3 separate regions of the Mus musculus genome follow, and all the other regions are linked to region 3. Evidence: chromatin contacts called from public Micro-C and promoter capture Hi-C data. All regions are on one chromosome and are shown on one strand. Each heading gives the region's core, a stretch centred on a gene start, on an enhancer-like site or on the middle of the called end of the contact. The rest is flanking DNA. Distances are from core to core; before and after follow the strand shown. Region 1 holds the start of Dgat2 (diacylglycerol O-acyltransferase 2). Region 2 holds the start of Rsf1os2 (remodeling and spacing factor 1, opposite strand 2). Region 3 holds the start of Emsy (EMSY, BRCA2-interacting transcriptional repressor).

Evidence for each region. Promoter capture Hi-C pulls out the DNA fragments that hold promoters and counts their contacts. A called contact is a pair of places that touch in the nucleus more often than the background predicts.
Region 1: a contact with region 3 is called in a Micro-C map of embryonic stem cells, with 4 times the contacts expected there. The contact joins the promoter of Dgat2 here to the promoter of Emsy in region 3. A contact is called at or near these places in 1 of 39 promoter capture datasets (embryonic stem cells), 2 of 484 Hi-C or Micro-C datasets (embryonic stem cells and uterus), 6 of 115 datasets of contacts at active chromatin or transcription factors (astrocytes, cardiomyocytes, embryonic forebrain and 3 more) and 1 of 9 other capture datasets (liver).
Region 2: a contact with region 3 is called in a promoter capture Hi-C map of liver, with 2.3 times the contacts expected there. The contact joins the promoter of Rsf1os2 here to the promoter of Emsy in region 3. A contact is called at or near these places in 4 of 39 promoter capture datasets (hematopoietic stem and progenitor cells, liver and pre-B cells), 1 of 484 Hi-C or Micro-C datasets (pre-megakaryocyte-erythroid progenitors), 1 of 115 datasets of contacts at active chromatin or transcription factors (embryonic stem cells) and 1 of 9 other capture datasets (liver).

What each region holds. Positions count from the first base shown.
Region 1 is chr7:99,180,392-99,184,074 of GRCm38.p6, reverse strand. It overlaps Dgat2 (diacylglycerol O-acyltransferase 2), which reads left to right and starts at 1,362. Exons shown (of 8, transcript NM_026384.3): 1 at 1,362-1,683. The coding sequence starts at 1,563.
Region 2 is chr7:97,693,853-97,697,955 of GRCm38.p6, reverse strand. Rsf1os2 (remodeling and spacing factor 1, opposite strand 2) reads left to right here and starts at 1,489. Exons shown (of 3, transcript NR_154552.1): 1 at 1,489-1,844. Clns1a (chloride channel, nucleotide-sensitive, 1A) reads right to left here and starts at 1,299. Exons shown (of 7, transcript NM_023671.2): 1 at 1,087-1,299. The coding sequence starts at 1,226.
Region 3 is chr7:98,654,296-98,658,181 of GRCm38.p6, reverse strand. Emsy (EMSY, BRCA2-interacting transcriptional repressor) reads left to right here and starts at 1,613. Exons shown (of 20, transcript NM_172280.2): 1 at 1,613-1,708; 2 at 3,330-3,438. The coding sequence starts at 3,369.

The sequences.
Region 1 (3,683 bases), core at 113-2,612, 530 kb before region 3:
ACATGCTGACTGATGCTGCCCTTCGGCTTGTGCTCACACCCTCATTCTGCGGAACTCCTCTTCCTCTGTGGGCAATGGGAATGAGTCCCAGTGCCTGTAGTGAGCTTAGTCCATATACCTCAGTTCCTCAATTCTCAAAGCCTCTCACAATACAATCACGGGTGTTCCCGTTTTTACAGATGTGAAAGAAAACTGAAGCTGCAAACTGCGAGTGGTGGCACATGCCTTTCACTCAGCACTAGAGTCAGACAAAGGTGCATCTCTATAAATTCAGGCCAGCCTAGTCTACATAGTGCCAGGACAGCCAGGGCTACAAGGAGAAACCCAATTTCTAAAAAGAGAAAAGAAAAGAAAAACCAAAACATCAACATTCACACAACCCTCAACCCCACACCCTGCCCCCCTCCGGCAAACCAAGCCAAACAAAAGACACCCTGAAGTTGAGGAAAAGAGAGGAAGAGAGGTCTGGAACTGGGCTTGAAGTCCATCACTCACTATGCTTGTAGTATTGCCTTTGTCTTTGGTGTTTGGAGACAGGGTCACTATGTAGCCTGGGCTGGCTTCAAACTCTTGCATACATACAGGAGAGGGAGGGAGAGAGAGAGAAGAGGCGAGAGAGAGAGAGAGAGAGAGAGAGAGAGAGAGAGAGAGAGAGAGAGAGGAGAGAGAGAGAGGAGAGAGGGGAGAGAAGGGGGAGAGAGGAGAGAGAAGAGGCGAGAGAGAGAGAGAGAGAGAGAGAGAGAGAGAGAGAGAGAGAGAGAGAGAGAGAGAGAGAGGAGAGAGAGAGCGAGCTGCTAGGATTGTAGGATTACAGGTAGTAGACTCCATCGCTCTAGGTTCCTTCCTGATAAGACTCAATCACTCCTATTTTTTTGCTGGTAAAAGGAAAGGCTGCGGCACTTGGGTAACTGTCAGGTCCAGCTGTAACCTAACGAATTCCAACACTACTCACTGCAGGCTAGGCCTGCCCAAGGAAAGCACAGCCAAAAGGGACACAGGCACCCGCACGGTCCGGATCGTCCCGCACGTGCTCAAACTCCCTGCCCACGTTCCAGCTGCTGGACCGTACTAACGTCTGAGAGAGAGGCTTGGGAGAATGACAAGGCGGTCGCTGGGGCAACCAGGAGTAGTTTCATACACCGGGACTCCGGCTCCCTTGCCCGTATTCTATAGACTCTGAACCGTACAGTTCAGGCCATGCTGCCTTCCTGGGCTCTGTGCATAGTTTATCGCCGGGAGTCTCACCCCCTACAAGAACATGGCACAGTCCGGGGCGGACCCTTTTGCCCCGCCCTATAGCGTCACGACCCGCCCCGTTGTGAGGTTATAAAGTGCGCGCGCAGCGGCGCTCGGCGCCGTGGCCGCGCTTCGCTGGCTTTCTGCTCATCTAGGGTGGCAGCGGCTACCTACCTCAGCTCTCGCCCTGCTGCCGCCACGGCCTGGGCGCTGTCCCTCAGCTCCCGGAGCTCAGCGCGAAGCCCTGGCCCCGGCGGCCGGGGCATGGGTCAGGGGCGCGGCGTGAGGCGGCTTTCTGCACGGCCGTGACGTGCATTGGCTTCAGCATGAAGACCCTCATCGCCGCCTACTCCGGGGTCCTGCGGGGTGAGCGTCGGGCGGAAGCTGCCCGCAGCGAAAACAAGAATAAAGGATCTGCCCTGTCACGCGAGGGGTCTGGGCGATGGGGTGAGTGTCAGTCATCCCTAGGGCTTTCATCCTGAGGGCACCCACAGCAAGACGACTTTCAGGAAGGGACTTTGGCCAAAGCGTGCTGCCCTGTGCTGGACGGACGGCTAGCTAGTTCAGGTCGGAGTCCCAGACAATTATTTCCAGTTTTTAAAAGGTCTCGCCTTGTAGCCTAGGCTGGCTTCCAACTCTTAATCCTCCTTCCTTGGCATCCCAGGTGCTGTGATTGCAGGTGTGCCACTACAACTAGCTTCTCTTTAGGGGAACTTGACTCTTCTGCATCCTGTCATTTGGTTAAGGATGAGGCAAGATTCATGCTTAGCTCGGCTGGTTACCCAGTTTGAGCCAGGCAACCTGGTATCCTAGGCTAGCCTGGCTTCATTCTCCATCCTGGTACTCACTAATGTTGCAACACGTGTTACATCACTTGCCATCCCCCCAGCTGCTGAGGGCGACACCACCCACTCAGCTCAGTTAGTAGTGATATTTCACTCTCCAGCCCCCAGTACTGATCTACCTCACAAGGTGGAGCAGGATTTGGCTGGGAGGAACTGGATGGGGCAGGGTGGTAAGTAGGGTTTTGTAATCCCCTGAAACAGTCACTGGATGGAGAACATGCCTGCCTGGAACCAGGTGTGCCCCAACTGCCCTCTGCCCCAGCTTTTGTGGGCCAACCCAGACTGTGAAGCCCTCACAGCGCAACCCTGAGTCTGACATACTTAGAAGAGGGGTGGGAAACCCTTGGATTTTTTTCGTTTGTTTAGTCTGTGTAACAGCTCTGTTTGTCCTGGTATTCTATAGACCAGGCTGGCCTTGAACTCACAGAGATCTGCCTAAGTTGATTATCCTTCTAGAAGTTGTGTCTGCCTTCAAGATAGAACCGAGGCCTTCAGTGAATGGGGAAGGGGGGCATACAGTTCAAATCACACCTCAGCCTTTTCCATACAAGGCAAAGCACCCCACGTTGCTTAGCTGAAGCTGCAGAAACTGAAGGAGGAGGAACGAGCTACCCCAGTTTTCCTTAGAAAGGGCAGCGGTGATGCACACCTTCAATCCTAGGACTTGGGAGGCAGAAGCAGGCAGATCTCTTGAGAGTGAGTCCAGCCTGGCTTACAGGATGAGTTAGTTCCAGGACATATTAGTTGTGGTAATCTTGAAAGTTTAGGCAATCAGGAACAAAATAAGATTGCTGGTAAACCAACTATCTAGTGGTTACATCTCTTAGTACATGTTGTATAAAGTCAAGAATATGAGATAGAGATACACGCACACGCACACACACACACGCGCACACAGTTCTAAATTCAGTCTTCTCTTAATGGTACGGCATGAATATTTCTTACCATTTGTATGTCTGCCATTCTCACATGCTGGTGGCTGCAAGCTAACCCATGCTGGGGCTCCATCAGAGTGTTTCCACCTGGCATTGGCACCAGTCCTAGCTGACTGTTGCTATGGTTATCTGCCCCTGGAGAAGTGTTTCCATCCTAGGGGGCAAGCCCCTGGAGCTGCCCCACATACAGCCTACAGCTTCCACTGGCCTCTTCTCAGTGCTTCTCTCTTCCTTGGGCCTTTTGATTCCCTTAACAGGGAAGGACGCGATCTGCCCATGTCAATGCTTTTAAATATTCTCAGTCTCTGGGTAATGGCCCCTGCCTGCGGTCTGCTATGGCCCCTCCTGGAGCTATTCTTCCTGGGCTCTCCTCTGTCTTCCAAGAGCAGGATGCCTGTTAAATTCTTTTTTTTTTTTTTTTGACAGTTTTGTTTTTGTTTTTTAACTCAGAATTTGTCCTCCAGCTCTTGAGCAGTTCTTTACTGTCATAGCAAGAGAATTTCTCCATGTTGATGTTCAATGTAGAAAATACAATGGGGAAAAAAGTGGGTGTGATTACCTCATAGACTGCAACCAGGACTAATATGAAATGCAGACTAGTCAGTTTAACTCTCTGGAATCTACTTTGGTGAAAGACTAGGTGGGGTAGGGGAGGGTGCTCTAGCAA
Region 2 (4,103 bases), core at 240-2,739, 960 kb after region 3:
TTCTCTAGAGTAACAGAACTTACAGAATGAATGAATGAATGAATGAATCTCACAACTTCTTCCCTCCCATCCCTTTTCTTTCTCCCTCATGGCTACTCCAAACACATATACCAACCAAACTGCGCACCCACCCACATTTGTATTTCTAGTCGGTGTCTAAACACCCAGTCCCACTATCCACACTGTTCTCTGAACAAATAGCTCTTTACACGTTTATACCCTGGGCTCTGTAGTAGGCATAATCTTGGTCCCCAAGAGATTTGTTTTCCAGTGCCATGAAAGAAGGGACTTTGAATGTAATTAAGATTACTAATCTACTGATGGTGAAATAAACGAGATAGCCTGGATTTTCTAGGCAGGAGCAATGTTATAACTCGAGCTCTTAAAAGCAGAGGATTTCCTTTGTGGCCAACAAATAGAATATAGCAAAAGGTAAACCAGAGACTCTGAAAGACAGGAAAGAATGAGAAGAGAAAGAAAGAATGAAAGAAAGAGGGGGGAAAGGAGGGAGGAAGGGAAAGGAAAGAAATGGGGAGGGAGGGCGGGTGAACAGGAAGGTATGGGGTGGGGGTAGGAGGGTATGAGCGTGTATGTAGTGTGTATTTTAGTGGCATGTCTATGTTATTGTGAAAGTACTGAATCCTGCAGGTAGTGAAATAGAAGAATTCCTTCCAGGACCTGCACATCCAGGAGTCGGGTTCGGCTGGTTGTGACTCCGCCCTGCGTGGGCCTGAAGATGGTCCTTCCCCCCAGCCCCCACAAACACACACACTTGAAGCAGAACATCCCAGCTCATTAACCAAACGTCGTAACCCGTCACAATCTGAGCTACATATTCCACGCAGGGAAATCGTCTAGTTGACACGACCATTCCGAAAGCTAGGCCCACGGAAAAACTAACCGAGGCTCTGCAGACTCAAAACTCAACGTGACCACGCGCCAGGCTTGCAGGAGACAGGCCGGTTCGCACAGGTCGTTAGGGAGAAACGCGGGCTAGGGGACAGAACCAGCCGAGCTCGGGAGGGGACAATCCCACCCTGCCCGCACAATAGCGCCGGCCGGCTGGTCGGCGCCCCCCAACCTTACCTCTCCGCGATGTAAAGCGTGCCGGTGCCGAGCCCCTTCCCGTTCAGCACAGCCTCGGTGTCTGGCTGCTGCAGCCGGAGCCCGTCGGCCGACCCAGGCGGCGGGAAGCTTTTGAGGAAGCTCATTGCCGGGGAAAGCATCGCTCCACGCGAACCGAGAGAGGCGAGTACCGCAATCGCGGCTCGCACGGAGCTGCCCCGGAAGCAGTAGTCGTAGCCCGGAAGAACAACTTTCTCAGCGAGGGCCTTAGCATGCGGTTGACCATAGAGACGGGATGTTCTAGGCAACTCAGAGGTCCGCAGCGAGCCGGCTGGCTTTTGTCACGTGGCATCGGTTCCCCTTTCCCGCTCCTCTAAGGATGCTTAGAATAATCGAGTGTTTTCTATGTGGTTCTCTTTGAAGGTCATAGGAGCAAACCCCGAGAGAGGATGTATAAGGAATACCAAGCCTTTCCCAACAAAAAGCGGGAAGGGACCCAGGCCCCAGGAGTCCCTCGCCGAAGGAGGACTCACAGAAATAAAATCCACACGCATCTGGAGATCCCAAGTCTCCCGGCTGGGTGCACGAGTCTACCCTGCTTCCGCCTCGTCAGGCCTGTTCTCCTTGGGTTCACACAGCCATTTACCAGACCTCTTAGTCCCCACGTCGCCGGAGAGATCGAGCGCCCCATCCCCACGAGTCATGCCACGAGCACGAAAAGGTTACATTAATGATGGACAGTGCGCAGCAAGACAGTCAAAAGACTGCCCGAGGGAAAGGTAGGCCACTGGTTAGGAACCCTTGCCTTCCCTGTTCGCTAGGTCCCAGTGAATAAGAGCAGTGAAAACCTACAGGTTTGGTGAATAGAAACCCATAACAGAGACCTATAGACCACACAGCATACGGACTTTACCTCTTATATTTCTTCATGGATTCCTTCGTGGTTTTTGAGACAGGGCTTCTTTAAGTATCCCAGGCTGGCTTCCAATACATAATCGATTTGCACCGAACTCCAGTTTACTGGTACTACTATGAGCACCCATCACCACACTTGCTCAATTAATTTTTTTCTTTATGATACACAATATGAACACATTTTCTATTACCCACTTTAACAGATGGGACCTGAGGCATTAAACTCACAAGCTAGAGTTGGTGGATGGAATTCAGTCAGTTGACCTCTAGACTCCACTTTTTTTGGCTGTAGAATTGTAATATCTATGGGGCTAAGGCTGTTTAGGTTGGATAACATACATGGAGGATGTGATAGCAGTTTTATCTTTCTTTCTCTTCTTCCTCCTTTTTTCCCTTTGGATTCTTTTCAACAGAGGAATCTAAAGATTTTTTTCCTCACATATATGTATATACCTACCTACATACAGTCAGGTGTGAGCCACCCTGCCTGGGCGCAGTGACCCTATCTGCAAAGGCATTAGGCAGTCTCACAAGCTGACCCATGTCTCCAGTCAGTTCCAAGTGTTACGTTTTAAAATTTAGTTTGTTGTTAGTGAGACTAGGAGGCAGGTCCCCTGAACAGGAATGAGAAGGTGGGAGTGGAGTAAGGGAGGGGATGAGAAAAGATTCTAGAACTCTCTGAAGGTTAAAATCCTCGTCATGTGGATATAGATTGAGAGGAAGAATTTGTGACGATGAAGACAAGAATAGACAAAGAAGAGAGGTTAAATATCGTTTCTAAATTTCCAGTTTAAAACGTTGAGTAGGTGTGCTTTCTAAGTGGTAGATTTCAGAAAGAGGTTTTCAAGGTAGGTTCCAAGGGTAGCAGATAGAGTTCTTGCTGGATTAGCTTGGGTTGAATCCCCAGTACTTAAAAAGAGTAGCCTATGAGTCTGATTGGAGAAATGGTTAATCTGAGACATTCCCTAAGACATTTATTTGGTGAAACAAACAGTGCTTGGTTCAGAAAAGGAGCCCCCATGTATGTCAGAGAAAACTGGCAAGAACCAGTATAGTAGTTTCTCATCAATTTGTCTTAGTCTTCAGAATCATTTACATTGTAATAGCCCAATGGCAAGACATTTTATACAAGGTGCTAAGTGAAGAAAGAAATCTTAGCTGTGAAGAAGATCCCTCCAAGCACTGGGTGCCAGGCTCCAGCATTTTAATGCAAACCATCACCTGGAAACAACTGACAGAGCCCCGTAAAGATAAGAGGTTATAAGGGTTCCTGCCTTTGGGTAACAGTAAGAGTTAGGCTTACAAACCCACTCTTACTAGACCAGAATTACTACTATTAGAACATAGGGACATGTTCTAATGAGGTTTGATCATTATTATGTTCTTTATTTTTGGCCCCTATAGTAGAATAAAATGATTTGTTTGGAGAGGTCATAGTACAACGACAGGTATCCCACTAGAAAATAAAATGTTAAAGAACAGACAAAACAGGCTTGTAATAGAAAATCAGAGAACCGAAGTGTGAGGGTGTTCTCTCCTGTTGTGTCAGCTTTCTGTAACAGTTTCTGACCGTGGAATTCAGTTGTTGCCACAGAGCCTGCTGGCTTCTTGGAATTTCTCTTAGAAACTAGTGACATTTTTGTAAGAACTTTTAAATACAGTTTAATAATTCCATGACCTGTTCATTTTAAACACCGAAAGTCGAGCAAGAGATAATTAGAAGACAGATTAAATAGGAACATACCCATCTCTTTCATGCTTCAGAGAAGAACATTATATAAAGAAGAATACTCAGAAGAATGGAGATGAGAGACAAAGAGAACTGAAAAGAGAAAGGCTCAAAAGCAATAGGAAAGCTACCAGGTCACAGACACAGACAGGGGTTAGAATCTTCTAGGGGTTAGGCTAGAAAGATGGAAACTGAGTCAGGTGGCTCTGAAATGGGCAAGAGGTACTGGACAGGGAAGGTGGTCTGTACCACAAGCTTGTCTTGTAGGTTCTAGCTAACTTTCCCTAGAGATGACTGTATGCACTAGTGATGTATACACTAGGCCACATCCTCTTAGTGCTCTTTCTCTGATTGTCGTTTAGACTTTGAATAACCTTGAACTTATTGTCAGAAT
Region 3 (3,886 bases), core at 364-2,863:
CCATTTATAGAGTGGTGAAGCTTAATTACGCCTGTCTCACGGAGATGCTGCAAGAGTCAAATCATAGAATGTCTGTTAAATTACAAAACCTCCTATTAAAACTTAATTTACCAGTGAGGTGGTGGTGGTGTACACCTTTGATTCCTGTCTCGAGAAGACTTAATTTACTACCTTGCAAGGTATTCTTAAGAAACTGACCTCAAAATAGGGTGCAATAAGAAGGCCAGGAGAGCTGTATAGGAAATGGTCCTTTTTATTTCTGACTAACCTACAGCTCCATTCAGGAGCAGGAGTAGACTCATATGCAGTGGTTCACAATTTACTTAAAAACTTCTTCTTTTTTCTTGTTTTGGTCTCGGTGTCTCTTGCAGTCCAGTCTGACCCTGCATTCCTCATCTTCTTCCACTTCTACAGTGCTGAGATTATAAATGTAATTCATAATGAACTAGGAAAAGAACTTTCATTCACGTTGTGTATCTTAATATTCCCACAGGGTAGTTTTTCTCGTGTGTCCATCCTAACATCCCTTAGTGCTAGGAATCCGATTCAGGTCTCCAGGTCTTGCACATACTTGACAAGCAATCTGCCATTGAGCTAGATGTCCTCCCAGTGGTTACCCTAGTTTTCACGGGAATCTGCTAACAGAAGGATGCACACTAACAATTCCTCAAGATTTGCACTTTCATTGCATCCGATGCTACCAGAGTTCTTTATTTAGAGGGAGGACACAACAAAATTCGATGGGATTTATAATACTAGAAATTAACTTTGAGTTCTTGGATCAGAGAAACAATATATTGGGTCCCTATCGATCTGTAAAATAGGGGCACAAGGCCTCCACAACATTGTGTGGTTAAGAACAAAGGCTGATGGTGAACCTACCATGTCGTAGTGCCTCAAGTAAGTCCCTTCTTCCCTTTGTCAGATTTTGCACGAGATATCACTACCTCTCCTACTTCGTACATGGCGTAACTCCAAGCTGAGACCGCTCGGATTCCTTTCCTCCACTTGCAACTCCTAACACCGAGAAAGGTGTACGGGCCACTGTGAGGTCTTCTCTCTCCGTAGTGGATAACCTTTCTTGAGTTGTCGTTTGGGTGGCTGGAAGACGCTGATGACTACTCCCAAGCGTCTACGGAACCAGATCTTAATCCTCAACTGGGCATCAGGGACCAAGCTGTGTTCTTTTCATCCCAACCCTCGCTAGAGTGAAAAGGTCGAAGCTCAGCTCCAATTACAGACGCCATCTTGACCGCTACGTGTGACGCCACACGTACAGCCGAAAGAGCAGCTGATTGGCTGGGAAAGACCGGAGGATAGGCGCGCGAAGCTGGAGACTGGAGGGTAATGTAGAAGCCGAAAGGAACTACACTCCCAGACTTCCTTGCGCATGTGACCAGCAAGCAGCAAGAGAAAGAGGAGCGAGGTTGGACTCGGACTACAACTCCCACTAGGACCCGCGTTGTCCGCCCTTTCCTTTCAAAAGGCAGAGGAAAAGGGACAGGAAGAATGGAGGCTTTTGAGTGCTCGTTTCTCAAAAGGCGGGAAAGGCGAACTACACCTCCCGGCGAGCCGCGCGCGCCTGCGCCTGCGCTCTGGTATCTGTCGCCATCTTGCCCCTTCTGAGGCACCGCAAACAAACCTAATTCCTGGTGTCCCCTAGTCTTGGCGGAGGAGCCTTTTAGATGAGCCCCGAAAGGCCGGGCAGGTGGGTGTCTCTCAGGCAGGGTCCTGGGAAAAGCTGGCAGGCTATCCAGGGTAGGGGAGCGCTTGGCCAGGCACGGGGAGCCCGGCTTGGGTCGGTCAGCCCCATCCTCCGTTGTTTCCTAACGGGATCGCGGGGCTCCCTCAAGTGGACTGAGGGCGACTCCGGCATGCCTGGTGATGGGACGCCGGAGGTCGAGGTCTAGGAGCCCCGAGGCGACTCCGGGTTGTCTGACTGTCTGTCCGTGCCCCCGCTTTTTCTCCGTTGTCGTCTCCGCTGAGGAGTGCGCGAGGCGCGGACGCTGGCCAGGGTTCCCAAGACTGGCTGCTGGCCGCGGGGGCGCGGGCTTGACATTGGAACCCGCTCGGAGCCGCGCGGGCGAGGAGCCGGGCGGGCTGCTCTTGTTGTGGTGCTGTGAGCGAGTGCGTGTTTAGAGAGGGGGCGGGGCGGGCTGCCTGCTGACACTTGAGCGGGGGACGGAGTCGGTGCGACCCCGGTGCCGGGAGCACGCTCCGGCTTCTGCTGCCCGGCTTTCCTTTGCTGTGCGGCCCCGCCGTGCGTTTCCCTGGAGGGGATGCTTTGGGATGCCGTGACGTGGTACCCGATTCGGGCGGTCGCCGGCCGCCTCCGAGATTCTACCGGGAGGCGGGGACTGGCTTGGGGAGCGAGCGGATTCCTTTGGCTCTGCCCCTTCCTCCTCTCCACCCCCTTTCTTTATGTCATCCTGCCAGCTGGGGCGCGCCATCCAGTTTGGCTCGCTCAGAGTTGGTTCTGAGCTCAGAGGACTATGGGAAGTAGGGGGAAGGGGGCTCCACTTGAGGCCAAGAGTTGGAGTTAGCAACCCAGAGCCTGGAACGCAGTTGAAGAGTCATATCGGTTTAGTGTTTGACTCTTAGGCTGGCTCATTCATTCATTCTACTCTGCTGCTGACCATCCATTTATCAGTTTAACAGATGTTAAGGAAGATCTACTGAGTTCTCAACCTGTAGTGTAGTTTTGTTTGACCAAGGAATTCACAGTGCGAAATTCTAGGCTTTTAAACTTTTGGTAACTGGTCGAAATGACTCTTTTTTTACTGCCAAAACTTGAGAAAAGAGTTATTGAGTTTCATTTATCCAAATGACATGCTCCACCGTTTGCTTATTTTATCTCCTAACTTATTATTAAGGAAACTGGCAGAGGTCAAATCACTTGTCCAAGGTTGCACAGGTGGTAGAGTCTGTTTGGCAAGTCATATGCCAGCCACTATGACAGAACTTGGCTTGCCCTGTTTTCTAAATAATACTTGAAACAAACTTGGGATTACTTTTTTTTTTTTTTTTTTTAAAATAAAGGCATACAAATTGGGTTCAGAGAGGCCAATTCACAAGGATGAAACAACTAATTATGTTGTAAAGCTGGAACTGGAACCAAGAAGTGTTTGACTTTAAAACCTGTTCTTTCCCCTGTTAGTATGAGCTGGGTCATTGTGCTCTCAAATGGTGTTTTTTTTCCTTTGTCAGGAGCTGGAGTGTGGAGATGAAAATGGTATGAGTTATCTTTTCAATCTTAGTTTGTAGCCAGTCGAAGGCTTTCTATATCCTTGCGTATACATTGGTAATGTGATTTGTTTTTCCTCTGATAGGGAGGACAAGCTCTTTGGGGCTACCAGACAGAAGCAGCAATGCCTGTTGTGTGGCCAACCCTTTTGGATCTCAGCAGGGATGAATGCAAACGGATTCTTCGAAAATTGGGTATGCTTTTTGTTGTTTTTGTTCTAAGCCGGGTTCTCACTCCATAGCCCAGGCTGTCTTCAGAATCATGTCGGTCTCCTTCCTCAGCTTCCCGTGTGATGGGACCACAGGTGTGCTTGGCCGTGCCTGCCCGTTTTATTTTTGATATTTTATATTTCTCTGTGACCTTTTCTTTTTCTGCTTGGTCATGGCTGTTGGTGGCATAGTCCTCAGGACCTAGAATGATTTGTACACGAGATGGAGGAGTTATGACACAAGGAGCCATGACAAATGGGAAGCCTTCTCCTTATACATCTCACATAACACTCAAGCCCCAAAGGTGGATTGCTTTGGTTTGGTTTGGTTTTGGTCCCCTTTTTACATAGGAAGTTTAGACATGAGGCAGTACTCCCATTAAGTCATACAGTCAGTATTTGACTTCTAGCATTGTGCTTCTCAACCTTCCTAA